Linked DNA regions of Pan troglodytes: region 2 is linked to region 1. A link is a contact called in public Hi-C data. All regions are on one chromosome and are shown on one strand. The core of a region is the stretch at or near the end of the contact, and the rest is flanking DNA. Distances in the headings are between cores, read along the strand shown.

Evidence for each region. Hi-C and Micro-C count contacts between places; a contact is called where the count stands out from the background.
Region 2: a Hi-C map of stem cell-derived neural progenitor cells shows a contact between it and region 1, with 5 times the contacts expected there. The contact joins two enhancer-like sites. A contact is called at or near these places in 2 of 7 Hi-C or Micro-C datasets (induced pluripotent stem cells and stem cell-derived neural progenitor cells) and 1 of 1 datasets of contacts at active chromatin or transcription factors (stem cell-derived excitatory neurons).

The regions. Positions count from the first base shown.
Region 1 is chr14:55,568,876-55,572,155 of NHGRI_mPanTro3-v2.0_pri, forward strand. It overlaps a transcript of LOC745092 not described here. Among named protein-coding and RNA genes, the nearest start is that of TRIM13, 20 kb to the right of the region's middle. Within about 2 kb of position 1,451, at least 2 of the 24 cell types and tissues checked have an H3K27ac peak or open chromatin away from gene starts, as enhancers often do. A contact at or near this core is called in stem cell-derived neural progenitor cells, where this site is marked.
Region 2 is chr14:55,716,035-55,719,261 of NHGRI_mPanTro3-v2.0_pri, forward strand. No RefSeq gene overlaps it. Among named protein-coding and RNA genes, the nearest start is that of MIR15A, 75 kb to the left of the region's middle. Within about 2 kb of position 1,642, at least 18 of the 24 cell types and tissues checked have an H3K27ac peak or open chromatin away from gene starts, as enhancers often do. A contact at or near this core is called in stem cell-derived neural progenitor cells, where this site is marked.

The DNA of each region.
Region 1 (3,280 bases), core at 201-2,700:
AGACCTCAAAGAGCTCACTGCATAGGACTGACCCCAGGTTGCCTTTATATTTCCTGCATTTTTCTCCTGTTGCTCTTCAGAGAAGCTGTATGATATAAATGAATGAATGAATGTGTGTGTGTGTACACACACATATATCTCCATTCAAAAGCTATAGCACATGTATGTTTGTGTGTATGTGTATATATGTGCATGTATATAAGTATATATGCATACACACATATACACACACACAAAGGTACAGAAAATATATATCTTGTGACTAAAATTCCCTGAACTACCAGTAACTCCAGAAATTCTATTCTGGAAAACAATGGCTAACATCTAATTCATTATCTTAGAATTATCACAAAAGGAATATGAAAATGTGGTTTCTAGTGCAATGCAGTTAAGATAGGTATTCTTGTAGGCCATGGTTCCAAGAAATTTGTTTGACAACTGTACTGAGTAGTATATTTCTCCACTTCCTTTATTTTTTTCCCTTACCTTTTTTGAAAAAAGAAAATGAAGAAAAATGTGTTCCTCTTTCAAGTTCTTTTTCTCTCCTGGCTTATATAGTATGTTACCAGCAGAACTTTCTCTAAAATGAAAGGAAGTCATTGCTAAGAAGAGACAAAAAGTTAACAGGATTAAGGGAGTAAAAAGGCACATGGAATTTCTGGGTGTGCCCAGAATCTGAGAAGATTTGAAAAGAGGAGCAGAAAGGATTTTTGTATTTTAGAAGTTGAGGGGCCCTCCTGGCCTAGTTTGAAAAACACAATCAGATACAATTTGAAAAAAGTCCAACAAAATCTAGTGGGAAGATAAGCTAGAATCTTGTTACAAAAAGTGTCACGGGCCTTGGTTGTATATTTTAAATGAACTTCTTAATTTCATATCAAAATGCGTAGATACCTCCTGACCCCCGTTCTTGCCCTCCTCCATTTCCCTGTTAAATCCTGACCTTTCTCTGTAGACCTTCCCATTTCCACCCTGGAGGTCTGGCTGTCAGGACTACTCTCAGATTGCCTGGGTCTCCACGGTGGCACCCATTAGCCGTGTTGCTTCTGGGCAGGGCATCTGTTTCTGTGCAAAGAGAAAATGCTAGGGTGAGTCACCAGTCCTTCTCTCCTAACAAAAAAGCATTGTACTGTACAGTTTGATTTCGGCTCTTGTGTGCAACTTGTGATTGCAAACTAATGGGGACATGAGGCACAGCTCCAGTGACACACCTCTCAGGTTGCATTATAATGATCTGATTGGGATGTACCCCATTAGACCGTGAGATCCTTTAAGCCTAGGATGCTTTTATTTTTGTGTTCCCAGCCCTAAGCACACTGTGCCTAGCTCAGGGTAAGCACTAAACAAATGTTTCTTGATGAGAATGCTACAGGAGGAAGGGAAGGGTTGTACTCTACACAAAGAGCGGAAAAGCTACCCTTTAAGAAAGAGACTCATCTTCGCATGGCCTGCAGAGGGCGCTCTTGCATCATAGCTATACCATGCATCCTTTGCCCATCACTGGTTTCCTTGAGCAGTACCTTTTTGGTAAAACCACAGGTGTGAGACTTTGGAAATTTAGACTTAAACCTGCCCAAACACATTAGAATATCATCAGTTGCACAGAACAAATCCACATTACAATTATTCCAAAGGGACAAGAACATTCCAGAATTTGCTTAAAGAATACTAAGCCATGACATCTCAGAAAGTCAAACCTAAAGAAGAAAAATTGCCTGGTTAGTCTTCCGGGAAATGTTAATAATTCTTAAATTTGGAAGGCTCCTTATACTCACTTGATGAGCCAGTTCATCTAATCCAACTACCTCATTTCTCAGATGAGGAAACTGAAGTTTATAAAATTCCTCAAGGTGATGTATCTACAGAAAAATTATACTCTCAATTCAGGCTTTAGATGTGTGTTGAAAACATGGCAAGGTGTCCATTTGGAAAAAATGCACCTAGAGCTTTCTCTCTCTCTCCCTCTCCTTATTTAAATAGAAAGATTTAAAAATAAAAATATGGCCAGGCATGGCATCTCATGCCTGTAATCCCAGCACTTTGGGAGGCCAAAGTGTCAGGAATGCTTGAACCCAGGAGTTCGAGACCAGCCTGGGCAACATAGCGAGACCCAGTTTCTACAAAAAATTAAAAATTAGCCAGGTATAGTGGCATGTGCCTATAGTCCCAGCTACTCAGGAGCCTGAGGCAGGAAGATAGCTTGAGCCTAGGAGGTCAAAGCTTCAGTGAGCTGTGATCACACCACTGGACTCCAGCCTGGGCAACAGAATGAGATCCTGTCAAAAAAAAAAAAAAAAAAAAAGTACTGTAGCAACTGCTGAATAAAATACATAAGACTGGAAAGACACTATTTTAATGGTGAATCTGGACAGCACTCCAAGGGTACATTTTAATAGGTTGGAAGTAGGCTTTTAACATATTATGGGGGGGATCAACTGTGTAATAAATAACACAGAAGTAAAAAGTGTTGGTTAGCCAAACTGACCATCAAATTGAGAGCCAAAAAGCCATTAAGTTATGATTCTGGACAAGGCTCTGATTGCCACAGTTCAGAAAAGTTATTTGACATCTTTTTCACATTGTTAAGCTTAAAAAACAAACCCAAACTCAAACCCCCAAACCCTCAAAGCATCAAGTGCTTGAAGCATTTCTAATATACCTTCCGCATCAACCCTCACCTCCTTCTTGTTTCAGAGAAACCATGATCCTCCTCCAGGCTGGTTCTTAATAAGCACCCCCTCCCTTCCCTGGGTGCCTCCCATTTGTAGGCAGCCATTATTGGGCTGTATTCTGGTTGTGTTGAGGCTGGCAGGAAAGAGGAACAAGGATAGCATGTTCATGTGGTGTGAGTGGTCTCAGCTTCTAGGCATGCTGGGGGAAAGAGCAGTCCTGTGGCCCTGTGAGAGGCCCACTCAGACCCTGGCCAGCTCTAAGGGCTAAAGCAGCTCTGAGGTGTAGCACTTCACTTCCATCGGTTTTAGAGGCCCTACCTGGGGAGAAGAACGGCAGAAAAGCAGCCCTCAAAGAAATGCTACCATGGGATATGGCCTCAAGAGAGGAGCCTCAGCCTGAGATGAGTTGGGGGGTGGCCTTGAAGAAAAGAGGCCCTGGCTTCAGGGGCGTGGGGTAAGACAGATAAGGTGTTGGAAGGAAGCCACTCAGGATTCTTTGGAAAGCGAGGACAGTGAAGTTGGAGATTAAGCACCCGTAAACAGGGCAAATTACAGGAATTCTCCCCAGCCAACGGGAAGGGAAGGGCAGGGCCTGAGCACTTTCCTGG
Region 2 (3,227 bases), core at 392-2,891, 150 kb after region 1:
CTATCCCCACTATCCCTAGGTACACAGCGGTGGTCCTAATTGATTGTTACTTAGGTCACAGGCTGTTTTACATTCCATCTTCAAGTCTCCAGGACTTCAACCAGTGTACACCTCAATATGACATTTTCAAAAATCCTTTCATGGCTCTCCCTTTCCTATGTTTTAGTCCTGAGGCAGAACAGGAATTTACTCATAAAGCAAGTAACCCCCCTAAAATTGTATGCAAAATTTTAGTATAGGTATGTAAGCGCATTTTTTTTCCTAGAGAAAGAGCCCATTGCTTTTTATTTTCCTCAAAAGGTATGGGTTTCCCCCAAAACTTGTAGGTCTCAGGCTAAAGTCCAAATTCTTCAGCATGCAGGGTATACAAAGCCCTGCCCGACCTGGCCTCTTGCCTCCCTGCAGCTAACCTGGCAATTGCTCTCTCTTAACATCTACCTCCTGGATTTACAAACTGGGGTGGAGGTGGGAAAAAAGAATCAAAATCATAAAGTGAAGCCAAAACTGTTTGTGTAGCATTCATACACTGTTGAAGAATCAAAGGCCTTTTTTTCATAGTGCTTTTCGGGAGGGAGAAATTGGATTGTAAACATGTAATTTACAATCTCCACATTTTTTATTCTAGATAAATGCCACACACACCTTCCTGTTACAGAATATTGCATAGCAACTTTCAACATCATTCAGTTTTTTTATACCTATCCACATATGATGTTATGTATTTTACAAATCCTGCAACTAACAACGCAGTTCTTGATAGACTGCGATCTACTGGGAGGACTGCTCGGTTTTCACCTGAATTATTGCTCGTGGTTCACACACTAACACCCAAAAAGACAGTCTACGGGTTATGACGTGTCCCTAAAATCCTCCATCTACTCCAGAAAACGTTCTAACTTTTTGAGACGAACTGTTGTAACTAGTCTCCTGGCGAGGCCTGCTATGTCTTATAGCACAGGCTCTAACTGCCAAATCTTTTTCAGAAGTCTTTCAGTTGTTGCCTCCAAACGGAGCTCTTTGCAGTCCTCGGGCGGACGAATGGACGGATTCGAGCGAAGCTTATTTCCCTTCTCCTAACGCATCTACCTATAAATAGCGCTCACCGCGCTGAGTCACCAAAACCCCGAGTTTCCCCAAATAGCGCGTAACGACTGCTGGGATCGCGTCCCTCGGGGCTGTGACAGACTCCAACCACACACCCGCTGGGCTGGACCGCGGGCCCACACGGCCCAGCGGGTCTCTCACCACCCGGCGCCCCAGGGACGCGGGCGAGGCCGCGGTGTCCGGACCGAGTCGACAGCGTCGGACTTCCCGCGCGCGGACGGCGCTCTGGGGAAGGAGGAGCCGGCGGGCGGCTGGACCTGGCCTTGACTGCGCGGGGTCCGCCCCCGCCCCCTCGGGAGCGCAGAGTTGCGGGGGGCCGGCACCAGCCTCCGCCCTGCGCCGCCCGCTCACACAATGGGACGCGTCGGGAGGGGGCGGCCGCGGCTCCCATTCCGGTCCCAGGGCGGGGACTCCGGGCGGCGGGAGAAGCAGTCAGAGGCTGGGGCCAGAAGGAAAACCCCTCTCTCCCTCTGCCCACTCAAACTGCGAAAGGGCTCCAGCCGGCGGTGCCAGGGGCTGGGGAGCAGCTGGGGAGGGAGCGGAAGTGCCACCCCCTGCAGTCAAGGGTGGTGACGTCACCCCTGCAGCCAGCCTGTAGCGGGGGTGTCTGTACATCACATGACCCGGCCCCCCTCTCCCCGCCGAAGCCCGCGCGCGCGCTCTCTCCCCCAGCCCCGACTCCCACCTCTCCCCCGCCCCCTCTCCCCAACTTTCGCCCTCCCCGCTCCGGCACCGCTGTCAACAGCACCAGCTCCGCCCCCTCCCCGCGCCCTGTGGAACCGCCACGGCGGCGCGGCGGGCGCTCGCGCTCAGGTCCGAGGCTCCGAGAAGCGAGCGTGCCCCGGTTCCACCCTGCCCCCCAGCTCAGTGCTTGCTGGCTGCGTGGGCACCAGAGCCAGGGGGCACGGCGGCGTGCAGCGACAGCGCTTCTCTGCTCCATCCTCCCACAGCAGTTAGAGGACGAGGCTGAGGCGCCGGGTCCGAGCTCGGAGGGAGCGAGGCGCATGCAGCGGCCTCCGGGCCCTGACGCGTAGCCTCCGGGGGTCGGCCCACGGGCGAGAGAAGCAGCCGGGAGCCCCTCTCGACCCCAGCAAGGCGGCCCGCGCCTCCGCTCTCCCTACCGCCCGGGTGGCGCACGCCAGTCCTCCGTCTCTGGCTGCGGCGCAGGCACCGGCCATACGACGAGGGGCCAGGCGGGGACCGCCTCCTTGAGCCCCCTCGGCCACCCCTGCCGTGTGGACTGCTGGGGTTGCAGATTTGCTGGCTGTTGCTGCAGCGCCTCGTTCTATTTTTCCTCTCAGTTCCCTTCTAAAAGTGGAGGCTCGGGGGAGGAAAAAGAAAGCCCACAGTGTTGAAAGGGGCGGTACGGACTGACCTGTCAACGGCGGAGGAGGAAGACCCCCGTTCGGGGCGAGCTCTCGAGCCCGCGCAGGGATCGGAGCTCTGGGCTCGCGCGGAAAGGCGCGGCGGCAGCTGTGCCTCAGCCAGGTGTCCCCCCTCGGCGGGGCCCGCGCCGCCGCGCCCGCCCCCTCCCCCGGCGCCGCGCTCCCCGCCCCATCGCCGGGGACCAGGGAACCCCCCGGCTCGATTTTTTGTGCAGTTTCAGCAAAGCTCCGAGGAAGTTGGTCCTTTTGTTCCACTATTTATAGATTGCGTCAACATTGCGAAAAGGAGAAGGCGGAGCGGTGGCCCCTCCCCCTCCCCTCCCCCCGCCGGCTCCTGGGAGAGAAAAGCCCCAGCACACGACCTAAGTACACAGCGCGCCAGCCGCCCGCCCGCGGCCTTCTGCTCCCCGCTTCTTCCCCCTCCCAGCCGGGGCCCGAACGCTGCCAACCCCGTCACGTGCCCGCCCGGGAAAACCAGCTCCCCGGGGCTCCGCGCCGCCCGCCAGGCTTCGTGGCGGCGGCGGCGGCGGCGGCGGCGGCGGCGGCGGCAGCGGCCTCACCCAGCTCGTGGGCTCGGGCCGCGGCTCAGGCGTCACGCATAGCGTGGGCACCCACGCCCTCGCCACCCGACGAGGATCTCGGGCTCCGCGACTTGTGGGAGTGCTGCGGGGCGTCCCGCACTTCCGCCCTCTCTCGCCTCCGGCTCCCCAGTCGCCGCCCCGCTCGCCGAGTGTGCGC